Regions from separate parts of the Anas platyrhynchos genome. Here region 2 is linked to region 1. A link is a contact called in public Hi-C data. All regions are on one chromosome and are shown on one strand. The core of a region is the stretch at or near the end of the contact, and the rest is flanking DNA. Distances in the headings are between cores, read along the strand shown.

The links. A called contact is a pair of places that touch in the nucleus more often than the background predicts.
Region 2: a Hi-C map of F5 follicle shows a contact between it and region 1, with 3 times the contacts expected there. The contact joins two enhancer-like sites. A contact is called at or near these places in 3 of 8 Hi-C or Micro-C datasets (F5 follicle, liver and skeletal muscle).

What each region holds. Positions count from the first base shown.
Region 1 is chr19:10,092,895-10,099,819 of IASCAAS_PekinDuck_T2T, reverse strand. The region is part of intron 1 of LOC101793969 (heparan sulfate glucosamine 3-O-sulfotransferase 3B1); the gene reads right to left. Among named protein-coding and RNA genes, the nearest start is that of COX10, 120 kb to the right of the region's middle. Within about 2 kb of position 2,984, at least 5 of the 8 cell types and tissues checked have an H3K27ac peak or open chromatin away from gene starts, as enhancers often do. A contact at or near this core is called in F5 follicle, where this site is marked.
Region 2 is chr19:10,267,533-10,274,457 of IASCAAS_PekinDuck_T2T, reverse strand. All of the region lies in intron 2 of LOC110353853 (a long non-coding RNA gene), which reads left to right. Among named protein-coding and RNA genes, the nearest start is that of PMP22, 120 kb to the left of the region's middle. Within about 2 kb of position 2,812, at least 3 of the 8 cell types and tissues checked have an H3K27ac peak or open chromatin away from gene starts, as enhancers often do. A contact at or near this core is called in F5 follicle, where this site is marked.

The DNA.
Region 1 (6,925 bases), core at 1,735-4,234:
CGCGGGCCCCCCAGCTCCAGCTGGCCCTGTCGAGTCCTTCAAGAACCCTAAATTGGTTTAGGCTTACTCCACACCGAGCCACCCGAGCCATTTCCCGAGGTCTCCTGCCTCCATCCCAGCCCTAGCAGCTGATCCTTGCTAAAGGAGGTGAGGCTTGCAGTGGGCACAGGGCGGGTGGCACCGACGTGACCGCAGCCGGCGGCCATCTGGCCACGGGCCTGGTCAGCGCAGCCCGCCTCAGGGCGAGCTGTGTGTGCCACAGCAGGCCTGGATCACACCGGTGATCCTCTCAGCACTGATCCCTAAACGCATCTGAACACAAATGGGATTGCTGCCTCACCTCGTGCCTTAATGGATTTGCCGTGACAGCCGTTAAGGTGTAGCCGGGGCCTGGGGGATGAAGCTCTTGTAAACAGAGCAGGCTGTGAGGGACAACACGTGTCCAAAATGGGATCCTCCTCCCACAGCGTCTCCAGTCGGGCCAGTGGGGCCCTCCTCAGTGCCTCCCCACCCCTCTCACCCCTCTCAGCAAACACCGGAGACAGACAATGAAATTAAATTCCAGGCTGAGAGAGGAACGTGCCCACGGAGGTACTGGATGCGGCGGTGCCGCCGTGCCACGAGGTGGGTCCCGGCGGCGCTGTGGAGCCCAGGGCAGAGCAGGAGGAAACACAAACAGCCCTGGGAAGAAGAGAGATTCCCAGTGGAGCAGGGAGACAGGCTCCAATTAGGGGAACAAGAAGGAGCAGGTCTGGTTGCAGCCGCCCCTCCTGCCCCAGTCATTACGTGGGATGGAGGTTGGTCACCAGCAGGCAGCCAAGCGCAGTCGAGGGCTCCTTAAAGAGCAGACTCAGCTGGTGGAGATGCTCTGCTGCGAGTACAGCAGATGCAAAGCACTACTTCTAATTAAAAAGGTATTCCCATAATTAGAGACTGCGCGTTGCCATACCGATAATTTGATCTCGTCCAACACACTCGCTCGGGCTGGGTTTGGGAGGGTTCTCCCTGCTGAGAGCTCGGTCCTTGCCTCGTAACCCTGCCTGCTTCACACCCTGCTGGCTCCGAGGGCAGGTTTGCAGCTACGGTGGCAACCAGAGAGGACCTCGTGGGGCAGAATCACCACGCCAAAACCCAACATCTGCCTCCAGCATTCCCGAAAGGAGCAGGTCCACCCCAGCAGAAAGGTCCTGGAGAAATGCATGCACAAACCAACCCTGCTATGAGCTGCTACGAGCCCATCTCCTTCCGAAGCCGGCTGCAGGGCCGAATTATCCCCCGGTCCGCCAGCCCCTCGGCACAAAGAGCCCAGTGGGCTGGTATGCTGAGGCCTTGGAGCACAACCCAAGTGAAATGACTTTTCCCTGAACACCGAGGAGTCTGAATGAGCGCCATTGTCATTCAGATGAAACCGAGTGTCAGATTAACAAATCAATGGGCATAAGAGATATAAAATGGGTTACCATTGAAGACTTTCAAATACCCAAACATATGGATGAACCAAATGTGAATTGTAATTGACTCACCCGCACCTTTGATCTCTACACCCTTGGGTTCCCAAAGAGACAGCCGGGCCCCCTCGGACCAGGACTGAAGTAATTCGGGACTCCATTGTGAGCCCTCACAAAGCCCCTTCTTGCTGCCTCCAGCTCCTGGAGGTAGACACAGCCCGGTGCCTGCAAACTGAGCCAAGCCACTTCTGTCCCAGAGAGCCACGGAGCTGGGGAAGGGCGAGCTCAGCACCCAAATGCAACCTCGTCACCCCCGGCACCTCTTCCCACCAGCCCCGGTGGTGGCCACCAGCAGAGGGGTCCATGTGGCCGTGCACCAGCAGGTGCCGTGGTGCAGCAGCAGAAGGGAAGCAAGGTGTGCAGCAATGCTGCTGCCCTTCTCCTGGAGCTGGCTGTGGGGCCTGGTGGGGTTTTTTGAGGATTCCCCTGTACAAAGCCAAGGATCAGACTCGATGGACGTGTGTGGTGTACTCATGTCCTTCAAAACCCAGCCTGATCTGCCTGTGCTGAAAGTTGGCTCAGCACCTGACAGCACAGACAGCCTCAGCCTGATGAAGAGACACAGCTTTTAGTTTTCCTGGGATGTTTCTGCAGCTCCATCAAAAATAACCCGCGGTATGAACTCAGCCTTACCCCTAAATGTTTACTTTTGGGGTTTTCAATGAGTTTTGTCCCTTTCTGGATATATATAAGGGTTTAGAAATAAAAAGAGCATCGGTTTTGGTACTGTCCAAATCTCAGCCCTGCTGGAGTCACCCAGCAAGCGCTTGTTTGGCTCCAATCTCATGCCTCGTTACAAACTTCAGGTTGCTGAAGCTTTTCCAGGAAACCCGGCCTGGCTCACGCCTCCACCTCCACTCCAAACCCCACGGAAACCAGTTTTCCACGGAGCGCTTCTCCCATCACCACAGGGAGAAATAAAAACTTATGCAAGTGGGTTATTGCTGCACTGAGCCTCGCAGCAACAGGAGTCCTGCAACGCCCGTTGCTGAAGGCGAATCCCCGAATCCCAGCATCCTTCCCAGTAGAGGCATGGATGGGGAAGGCAGAGATGCCGCACACGCCCCTTCCTCCAGCACCACAAGACTGGGATCGATGGGGGAACTGGGCGAGGTGGGGAGCTCAGGAGCAGGCAGGCTTGGCTCTGTCCCCATGGTTTTTCGGATCAGCCCCAGCCCTGCAGCTGCTCACCACAACTGGTGACCCGTGCTGGGACGGCCGAGCATGACAACTGCAGGGCTCGCCGCGGAGAAACCGAGCGAGGCAACAGCCACGGCGAGGAAGGCGGGTGAGAGGAAACTCCCGCGCTCCTAATCTGCTTTAGGACCGCGTGAGCTCGCTGTTTATATATAGCTTAATTAATTATTACACTGCATTTAGCAGCCTGACCTTGAAACCGTCTCTGGGGGGAGCCACGGTGCAGCGAGGGCGGGTGGCCGAGGCGTCGGGGTGCGCCGAGACACCGGGCTGGGCCGCTCCTCCCCGCGCCGAGCTGGCCGGGCAGCGCCGCGCCAGCCTGTAATTAAGAGGCTTCGGAGCAGACAGCAGCTCCCGGCCCCTCTCGGCTCGCAGCAAACCCAGCGTGAAACACTAACCTGCTATTCCACTTCTGCTTTGGCACGGCCCGGATCTTCTCCCGAGGTTTCGCTCGCTGCTCAGCACCCCCTGGCAGCTACTCCCTCCGCTTTACAGAACCCCGTGCAGACAGCCCAGGGCTTGTTAGATAGCAGAGCTGCTGAGGAGGGAATTTCAAGAACAGGAACAACTCCACGCTTTGCATTAAGCTGCAGCAAGCTTGTGCATGGCCCTGGGAGAGATGGCAGGAGGTGGGATCCGCTGATCCCCCCCGTCCCCATCCATCTCCTCCAGCAGGGGCGATGCTCCGGCTGCTTGGCTGTTGCGTGGCTCAGCTCGCAGTGATGCCACCCAGAGCCACGGCGGTGCCAGGGCAAACGCTTGGGGATGTTCAGATGCTCACAAACCCATTTGGGCTCCAATTTGTGGGCACTCAGGGGTCGGATCCCAGAGGCACTGTGTTGAGCATCCTTTGCACAGGGACATGGGGCAGGGGGAGCTGCTGGGGCCCCTGCAGCTCCCCCATCCTCACGAATGAGCCAGCTCAGGACACCGCTGGCACTGACGGGCTGTGACACACCTGCTGTTTACTCCAACACCTCCCGCGCTCCTTCCAAGCCTAATACATCTTTAAAATATAAGCTGTGTGAGTGCCAGAGCTGCAGGCTGTGCCAGTTTTTAAACAAATATTTAATAGCCCGATGAAGAGGCAGGAACTTGATGAACACAGCACCGGGGTTTTGTCCTCCCCCTAGTGTCGGGAAGGTCTCGGCAGCGCCAGGCTCAGCCCCCTGCACATCAACAGGAGGAACCCAAAATCCTGCTGCGATCCCAACCTCAGCGCCGTGCCAACACGCTCTGCTTTTCCTGCCTTCAGCCATCCTCCCACCACCTCTCAGCACTTCTCCAATGACTTCCTCCTCCTCCACCAGCGCGCCGCTGGCTGTCCCGTTTTCCGACACGTTTGGGTTCGGTGCCTCGGAGGGGCTGGAACACAGAGCTGCTTTCTGGGGGCTTTCGCAAAGTTAATCACTGGGACGGATTTTGCCCAAGAGGACGCACGTGCTGCTGGAGAAATGTTTTCTGAATTCACCATCGCATGGATGCATGCTGGGGGCCTGATCCTGTTTGGGCAGCATCGAACACAGGGAAATTTCAATGGTGGGTTTTCAGAAGCCCCCACAGCACCCCCTGAGCTGGCTGGGTTACAGCCCTGACCTCGTGAATTTTAGCAGCAAGGTGGCTGCAGGGTGGCCCCAGGCTGGCCTTACGAGCGGGAACCTCTGCCCCAAGCTGTAGGAAGTCACCTGGAGAACAGGGGTAACCGGTTGGCACAAAATCATTTTGGGGTCAGATGCCCCACTGCCGTGATGCCCTTCAAGGCAGTGCTCAGTGTCCCTCAGCGGGGACGTTCCCATCTCCATCCCTTTTCTGTAGGAGAGGAGAAAACCAAACAGAGTCTGAACAAGACTGGTTCCAGGGCACTTCTGAGGAGGATTTAGCAGAACACATCATTTTTCTCAAAGTCACGTTCTCCCCTTCCCTGCTGCCCACCAGGTGACGGGGCACCACCAGGCTCACGTACAACAGCAGAAATACCAAGTGCAACATTCAGTTACTTGAAGTTGGCGTGAGGTCTTCTTGCCAGCACTTTCACACCTCTTTTCCTCAAACTCTCCTACCAGCAGCACCAAAATCCCTGCCACCCAAACCTCCGAGCCTCTCCACACAACTCCTGAAGGAGCCCGGGCACCAGCAGGGCTGGGACTCAGGATTTGGGACACCAGCCATTGGGGAGGCCGGCTCACAGTGCCCCGCACAAGCACAGCGCACACAACCTCGCAGCACCCCGCGTTCTCCTCCTTGGTCCTCAGCTGTTACAAAGCGCAGAAGCCACCCCGGGGAACATTTGAAGCCAACGTGGCACCAGCAGCCGTCGTCTCCCTCCTGTGACCTTTTCGGACCGAGCTCCGCAGCACATCGCACCCCGCAGGCAGGAGGAGCTCAGAGGGACCCTTTGGTGCCCCACGGCAGCAAACCCAACGGCGACCAGCATCACCCCCAGCCCCACAACAACCCCACGGACGAATTTCCCCACCGGAGCCCTTCTCCCCTTCACATTAGCCCAGGCGAGGGCCGCATTGACTCAGCCGCCTCCTGGCCACTGCTGGTGACAGCCGCCGGGCCGCGCTCCTCTCCGACGCGCTCACGAGCTAATTAAGAAGCTCCCCACCAGCTGCTGAAAGCCCTGAAATTGCACCGGCGTGGGCAAGCCCGGCACACTCATCGGCAGCAAGCCCCAACCCGGCTCGGCACTTAGTCACTCGCAGCCGAGGCACAGGCGTCCCCTCCGGTCACTGCCCACGTGGGGACAACAGGTAGCGCCGATAGCCCCTGACCCCCTAATTACAGCGCTGCAATAACGAGCCCTGCTGTTTGTTGTTGGAGCCCACGTGTGAAGTGTCCCCGCACCACCCCGGCCCATTCATTATCCCCGTGACCCATTGATCACCCACGGTCACACCGGCAGAAGAGGTGAACGCTGGCGCTGAAAGATCACTTAATTAGGCTTCTTGCCACTCGGGATGGATTAATAGCACCGAATCCAGGCTCGGGCAGACAGAGCAGTTTAGCAAGCGAGGCCTGACGGGGAGACAAGTTCAGGACCTGGGCAGGTCTGAAACGCAGCTCGGAAGAACGGCAGTTTAGGTTGAGTTTTTACAGCCACCACATCTGGGGCTCGCTGGATGCTTTTAAAAGCACAGCCTCGACTGGAAGCGCCCAGAGGTATCCAAAGCACAGCACGTTACAGAGATCTGCCCACTTTAACGAGAAAAAAAAAAATAACCTAAAACTCCCCAAGCCGGAGCCCAGCCCGCGGGTTTTTCTTCCCACCATTCTCATGCCAAGAAGGAGCCGAGCGCTCCCCGGCACGGCGCTGCGCTAACACGATTAGCCAAGCAGATCCACCAGCCAAATAAGTCGCCCCCAACGCATGGCCAACGTTGAAAAGTTCAGCAGCTCAACAGGTGAGGCCGTGAAACCCGATCGCGGCAGACAATGTCGTCCCCCCCAGCGTCGTGCTGGGAAGAACTTGTCACGTGCGTCATATCGGGCAACATGCTTGAAACGGAGCGGCGCGCTGAAACCCCAGCAACACGAATAATCTTTGCCATCTGTTTGAACAACTCAACCCTCCTCAGATCTGGAGGAATGAGCCCATGCAAACACAAGGGCCTTGCTGACTGATTATAGCAGCCCAGCCCTTCTTTTTTGGGGCCGTTTGCTTCCGAACTTGGCCCGGCGACCAAAGGCGATGGCGGTGGGAGCGGCCGAGGGGGCACAGCCGGCCCCGCTCCTGGGTACGAGGCAAGGGGGACCACGAAAAGTCAGCAGGGCACAACGCACGGCCAACGGTTGTTTTTTTCTATGATATATTTTTACCTCAAGTAGATAAAATCTCAACGGGACGCTGCTTGGCAAAGCCACCCTGGAGAACACGACCGTCCCTTGGGACGCGCTGGTTCCAACCCCGTGTGGCTCCTGGGAGCGCGCTGGAGGAACCGCTCCTCGCTCAGCCACGGGGGCTTTCCGTGGAGCTCCCCCGGGAGAAGCGGGCCCGTTCCCGAGCTTCCTGGGGCCAAGGAGCTGCGGGACACCCCGTGGAACAAACACGGGGAGCTTGCAAACACCGGGCTGTGGTGGGACAGCGGGGTGGCTGCAAAGCGTGGTGGCAAGCAGGATGCGGGTGTTTGACTTGCTGCCACTGTAAATTTGGGATTTTTACGGCCAAACACAGGGGTAAAATTCTGCCTCGCTCAAGATTTACCCTCGGTTCAGCA
Region 2 (6,925 bases), core at 1,563-4,062, 170 kb before region 1:
CTTTCCCAGCTCCCATGGGAATAACAGGAAAGCTCGAAGCTGGACTTTCTTCTCCACCTTCTAAGTCTATGCCCCAGGTGTGGAACAGGGCTGGGAGCAAAATGAGCTGGTGCTTGGTTGCCAGCCACCCCCAGCTTGTGCCAGGTGTCTGCCTGTGGCACTGAAATGGCAAAGATACTGGTGCTGTTCTGTTCCCCACTCTGGGAAAGGATATAGCAGAGATGGAGAAAGTCCAGCCAGGGAAATGTAGGCTGACTTCCACATGACATGAGACTGTGGATGCCAAAGAGCATAGATGAATGGTGTGGAAAAGGTGGGCAGGGTGGCATTATGTTCTTCCTACTGTATGCAATCCTGTGATGAAATCATCAGTCAGCAGTTTTAACGATGGGAAGGAAATTTTCATGCCTGTATAATTAAATTGTGGAACTCCCTGCTGCTGGATCTCATGGAGGCCAAAACTAGAAATGAATGAAAAGGGGAGAGCAGACGTTCATGGAAGATCTCTTTCAGGAGCTGCTAAGCATGAGAGTTCAGAGGCAATGGTCTGGTTCAGGTGCAAGCCCCAAACTGACAGCTGCTACACAGATCTTGCCTTACACTTGCTTTGTTTCTTATATGTTTTGCCAAAGTATCTTCTAAGGATCACTGTAGGGAACACAACTCTAAGGGAATGGATTTGTTCTTCCCTAGGATGTCAATTCCTGCGTTGTTTAATGGAAATCCTGCTGCTGGTTAAACACCAGACTTTGGGAAAAAACATTTCTAAACCTCTTCCTTATCAGACACTGATGTGATGGAATCAATTTTATCCTCTCAGAAGAGCTTAGAAAAAATACTGTATTTACATGGGGTCTTTCTCCCCTTGGGGAACTCAGGAATTTCTGCTCTGAAACACATGCGTGCACATACTTGGACCAGACTTAAACCTCGGCGCCCTGAGGATTCTGAGCTGGGCTCAGCCTGTGATGAACGTGGTGCTGCTGTGTAGTTTTTGAAGGGTGTACATTCCTCTGATGTTCCCTGTATGAATATATGGAGTCCTTTAATTGGAGAACAGGAAAGAGAAAACTGTAGCTCTGGTTGAAATGCTTGATAGTGAAGTCTCTGTGTTCTTTGGGGATTAGGAGAGAATCACTGACATGTATTTCGAAGCCCTAATAAGCCCTTTTCTCTCTTTATTCACACTTCCCCTCCCCTTTTTCAGTGAGAAAAAACGCCTTGAAAAGTCAGAAAAGAGACTAATTTAGGCTGGGAAAATGTGTTTGTGCCCAGCCCTGTCAGGGTGATGGCTGCAGGGCAGCTCAGGCTGGGCTGTGTTTGGAGATGCTGAAGCTGGTCCATCTGCAGGAGGGTGAGCGAGCCCTTCTGCACAGAAGGGATGTACTTTCAAGGTGTATTTTGTTTTATTGCTCGTGTTTAAAGCTAAGCAATCTCTGGTGTAAAGCTAGCTTGTGTTCACTGCTAGCTGCAAGCTCCCAAATGGAAGAGCCGTGGGGCTGGCTTGAGCAGCCATCAGCTCCTGAGTTGCTGCCCCGGTCTGGCCTGGCAAGGGACAGCCATGGAGGGGACAGGGATGAGATGTGATCCTTTAGGAGGTGTGCAAGGGAAAAAGATGAAGTCAGAGCTGTCTGCATCCTATTTAAGTCCCAGCCTTGAGGTCGCTCACCCTGGAGCTCCTCTCAGTGGGAGCATGGGGCGAGTTTTCCACCAGCTGCAGGGCTCTTGCTGGATGCTGAAGCAGCAGCAGCAGCCATCTGTGTGCTGGGGATGGAGGGGCACCACCATGGGATGGGGTGTTGGCTGGGTTGCGGGGTGTCAGCTGAATTATAAGGTGCCAGCTGGGACATGGGGTACCAGCTACGATGTGTGCTGTGTGCTTAGGGGTGTCAGACGTGCCTGGGATTTGCAGAGAGAGGACCATGGAGTCCGTGAAAGGGGGCTGACGCGTGACAGCTGAGGGAGGTTAAATGAGGGATTCCCGTGCTGAGGTTTCCCTTCCTTCCAGGGGTCTTCGTGCATCGGTGCTGCCTTTAAACAAACAACCACTGCTGTTTTGCTGATGGCATGTGCGGATAGATCTGTAGCCAGTTTGTGTCTTTTAACAGTTGAAGGAAAATAAAAAAGGAAACATTAAAGCTTTTCCCACCTTGAAACCTGAAGAAATCCGCCTGCTCCAAACCAGAGAGGCGTGCATCACTAATATCCAGGGGAAAAAGGCTTGCCGTTTCTGTCTGAATTTTGCCTGCAGACCTGGGAATTGATCTCGTGCCATAAAAAGCAGTGAGTTTACCCATTGGCTTCAGTGGGAGCTGGTTCAGGCCCTGAGCACTTGGTGATGAGGGAAGGAGTGGGTGAATCTCTTGCAAAAACATCTTTGCTCTGACCTGTTTGGGTGTCTGGGTATGGGGAATTAGTAAAGAGGGGTTTGCAACACTTGGACGGAATAACCTGTCTTATTTGCTCAAGCTTTCCTCAGAACTGCAGTCCTCTTCATCACGGAGTCTTTTAGGATACCTAGATAGGTTTTGTTCAGTTCTTGTCCCCTGTGAAAAGAATGGATATAAAAAACATTAAGGTGTTAGTTAAAGGTTCGCCTATCTCAAAAAAATAGACATTTATTTAAAAATATTACTCAAAAATATAAAATGGCCAGTATCCCAGGTGTAAAAGCAATTCTTCTGGGTTTTAGGGGAATCAGAGTGGGCTTTGCAAGCTTTCAAGCCCAGGAAGGAGCCAGTGTGACAGCTCGGAGTGGTCTCCCAGTGCTGCAGGAGTGACCTTGATGACACTGTTTCATCGGTGTTCTCCCTGGGGTGGGAGCAGCGTGTTCTTGTTCTTGCTCCCGCTGAGGTTGGCATTGGGTTCACAAGCAGACAGTGTTCTCCAGTATTTCAAGATTAGTGGCCTGTCTTTTTTTTTTTTTTTTTTTTGGCTTTAAATCCAGTTTTGTGCCAAATGACACATTTAGGGGCAGTGCGGGAATGTTTTCAGCCAGCTCGGTCCCTGCCCTCCTGCTCCTCGCAGCCCCAAAAACCCGGCGGGGTGAGCACCCCCAGGCACTTCCCAACAGCCTGTGTGTGGTTCACCGGGATAAACCCGCGAGCAGGGCTGAAAAACCCGAAAAACTGGGAAAAAATCAAAAAGAGCCGAGGCGCGGGGGCGATGTCGGCTGGGCGGGCGCTGCCCGGCAGAGGGCACTCGGAGCCCGGCCCTGTCGTGGGTGGAAAATCCCAAATCGCCCAGTGAAGGCAGCGAGCCCCCCGCCCCGAAGCAGATAGCAAACGGAAAGGACGCCGGGGAAGTGTTAATTACCCGCAGAAACACTCGGGGAATGTTGCTTTAATCAGGGCAAAGATGAATGCTAGTGCGAGCGGTTGTGCAAGCTCTTCCAGCCAGCAACTGGCCTTGCTTTTCTTCTTTTTCTTTTAAAAATACGGTGGGTTACCACTCTAAACTACACGGCTGGTTATCCTCGGCAGGGAGGGTGCTTATGCAAAACTCATCTCAATTTATTCTGCTATAGTAATTAGGCAGAACTCCGTTCCTTGCAATATTTGATACTTCCTCGGTAACTTTATCCAGGGGAGGATATTCTTGTATTTCTGTTCACTCAAAAGCAGAGCACACACCTGAGGCAACAACTAACAGCGTCCCACGGCAAGAAAAGTGTTGTCACCAACTGTTTCAAGCCATGCAGAGGGGTTGGCTTGGATTCACCCATTTGCAAGAAAAAGCTGCTTTTTGTTGTTATATTATAGGCTGCTTTTTGTTGTTATATTATAGGCAAGCTTTCCACCCCTAGTTTCTCTCCATATTCTAGCTGCTGAGCTTGTGCTTTTGGCAATAAAATCCAATTCCACTCCATCTGGAGCCTTAAATCTCCCAATTCCCTCTTTATTCCAGATGCAGAGAGGGTGGTAGTTGCAACTAATGTGTGAGGAGTTGGAATACTTTTTTTTTCTTTCTGAGAGGTGGAAAAATCACTGATGAGTCCAGGACAGAAATCACTGCTCCTAAGTTCTTGCTGCCCTACAGCATCCCCTGTGTTTCCTTCCAGCAAGAGCCAGGAAACCCTAAAGCACTTCAGCTTGGGGTGTCGGATACCCTCTGTGCTTCTTCCATGAATTATCCTCCAGGATTAGGGTAAAACTTGAATTAAGCACGGCTTGGGGGTGGTGGAGGAGGGAACCCCTTTCCCCTGCACCAATTTGCCCGGCGGCTGAAGCCCTGTGCGGTGGCTGGTCCCCAGCAGGCAACGCAGAGGTATCTGGAATCTGGGGGATATTTCCTATTAGATTTGTTTAATAGTTTTGAGGTTGGTTAAATATGGAGTGACAAATTAATTCCAACTTAACTACTTCCCTCTCGGTCTTCCTGCCTCTTGCAGCTCCCCTGTTGCCCCGCTAAGCGAGACCAGCTGGCGGGATCAGGTTGGTTTGGCAGCTGCGATGGGTTTGTGTGCTGGTGGGTCTGTTCTCTGCCTGTTGGCTCCGTGCATGCCCATGTGCCATCTTCCAAGGAGCAGGGACAGAGGGGAAAATCCACCTATCTGAGGCTGGAGGATCTTTTCATCAAGCCCCTTTGAAAGGGTAAATACTTAGGGCTTTATTAAAAGGTTGGTCCAGACACCAGCTGCTGTGCCCAACCTGTAACCTCCCAGTGGGGGTGCTTAGCCCCTGCTCCAGGGCACACTCACCATTTTTAACCCTTTAGCAACTGGGTATCACCCAGGTGCACTGTGTGACCCCTGCAGCACCTGGGGTCCCTTTGCTTGTGGATCACAGCCGAGAGCAGGGATTTAGGGTCCAGACCCAGGGAGCCCCTCCTTGGGCAGGGTTCGGTGGCAGTCTCTCAGGTGATCAAGAGAGAGGGCCCCTGGGGAGTGGGGAATGAGATGAGGAGCAGGGAGCTGCTCTCCTGCAAGGCGTTTTGCTGTGTCTCTACCCTTAGCACCCTTGTGTTGTCAGCGCTGGCTGGGGCAGAGGGCAGGAGGAGAACTGCTAAAAGCCTGCCTTGGACTGAGCCAGGCTTTCAGTGAGGTTTAGGGCTGTGTTTCATGTTCTTCCTGGGCTCCCACAGCCTTTCTGTGTTTGCAGAGCTGTGTCTGGCCAGGTGCAGCTCCTGGCTCTGCTGTGGGGAGCAGAGCATAGGAAGGGGCAGGAGGTAGTGCTGGGCAGACACCCACCTCCACACCAACACTGCAAACTCTCCCACCTGAATATACCACTTCTAAGAGGGCATTCGTGCTGCCTGCATGTAGTGTATGTGCTCTGTAAGTAGGCAACGAGTTACATCTGCCTTTAGCTTCTCAATAGCTGCAAGAGAAGCCAAGAATCTGAACACAGTTCAACACCTGGGGATGCTTCTTTGTCCTGATGCTGGACCCCAATACATTTTTTGCAGCTTTGTACAGAGGTGTGACAACAACAGGTTTTATTTCCCTTACAGTAACCCATCTATCCATGGGTTCATCCTGATACTGCTAACTTGGTTTCTCTGGTGGACTGGAGGGAGTTTGGGGATGGGGTGGTCTTCATCAAGGTGGTTTGGTGGCCTGGCACTCACAGAGCAGCTGGGACCCGAGCTCTTGGGGCAGTGGTGGGAAGCAGCACAAATTTGCTTAGATTTTGTAGGTGTGGGGGCACAGGTTTGAATTATGACACAGCTGCTAAGTAGCTCTGTTGGGGTTTTATTATGATGACGATGATTTTTTTTGACAGCAGACTGTATGTAAGAGACACAGAACATGGCAAGGGTGGCACAGGAGGTCAGTAGTGAGCCCCCAGATGGTCCCCCACTTCTGACTGGAGGGGATGACGCATCAAACTACATAAATAAGCTAAGGCAGATGAGCAATAGCAATGGTTTGCAATGGACCCTTTCTGGCTATGCCTTCTGGATGCCCCCAGGTTGGACTCACAGCTGTAGGAATTGCTCTGGAAAGGCTGATTGTCACAACCCAGCTGCCTTCCTTTAATGAGAAACCACCTGAGGCTGACTCATTTTGTCCAGCCTGATAGTTGTAGGCTGGAACCGATTAAATCCTACGGACACTGGGAAACACCAAGAGTGTTGCTGCCACATCGGGAAGCAGTTTTTGGCCTTCATGTGCACACTGTGATTCCTCTCAGCAAGTGCTGCTGAGCACAGTCCTGCTCAATGGCCCTTCCTCCATCGGATGCTCTACTCCCTATTTCCCAGGTCCTTTGCTCCATCTGTTTGCTTTTCTGTGATGTAACACGTAGCATTCTTTACCTGCCGTTATCCTGCTGGTCATCTTTTTACTTAACCCGCAAATACCAAGGGCTAAATCTTCAGAAAGAAGCACATCAGACTGGCTTTATATCCTTGGTGGATCTGGATTCATTCTTTTATTAAAACAACAGCAACAAAGTCAACAACAACAAAGATTGCATCTTTTCTGCAGTTAATTATTTGTGGCCTGGAGCTGGCAGTATGAGAGGAAATTAGCCTAGTCCTGATGATTGGATTATTATTAGCAGCACATTAGGTCCATCTTTTGTTTGTTGGGGCCCACGCTTATTTTTTTAGCGCTGCCTTTCTTGGAGAGTCATGTTGTGGGAGCTTACATTAATATTTTGGCTTTCCGACTGTGCAGTCCATTCTCTTCTGCACACTGGAGGCAAAGCTTTGCAGTTTCAGTTGACTGGACCTTACACAGACTTTTTCAAAGCTTTCTCCTCAGATGTCTTAATGGGTTTTGAGCTCCTCTTGGAGTTTTGTGCTGGGATAAATGCAGGAGGGCTTGTCTTCAGATGGTGCAAACTGGCCCTGCGCCACTAACTGCGGGAGAACTAAGCCATTTTGCTCAAGCAGAAGATCTGCTGCTCCAACTTCAAAAGGCCACCCACATGCACTTGCTGAGCTGGAGGTCTAAATTAGCAAAAGCCACAGTTTTTCA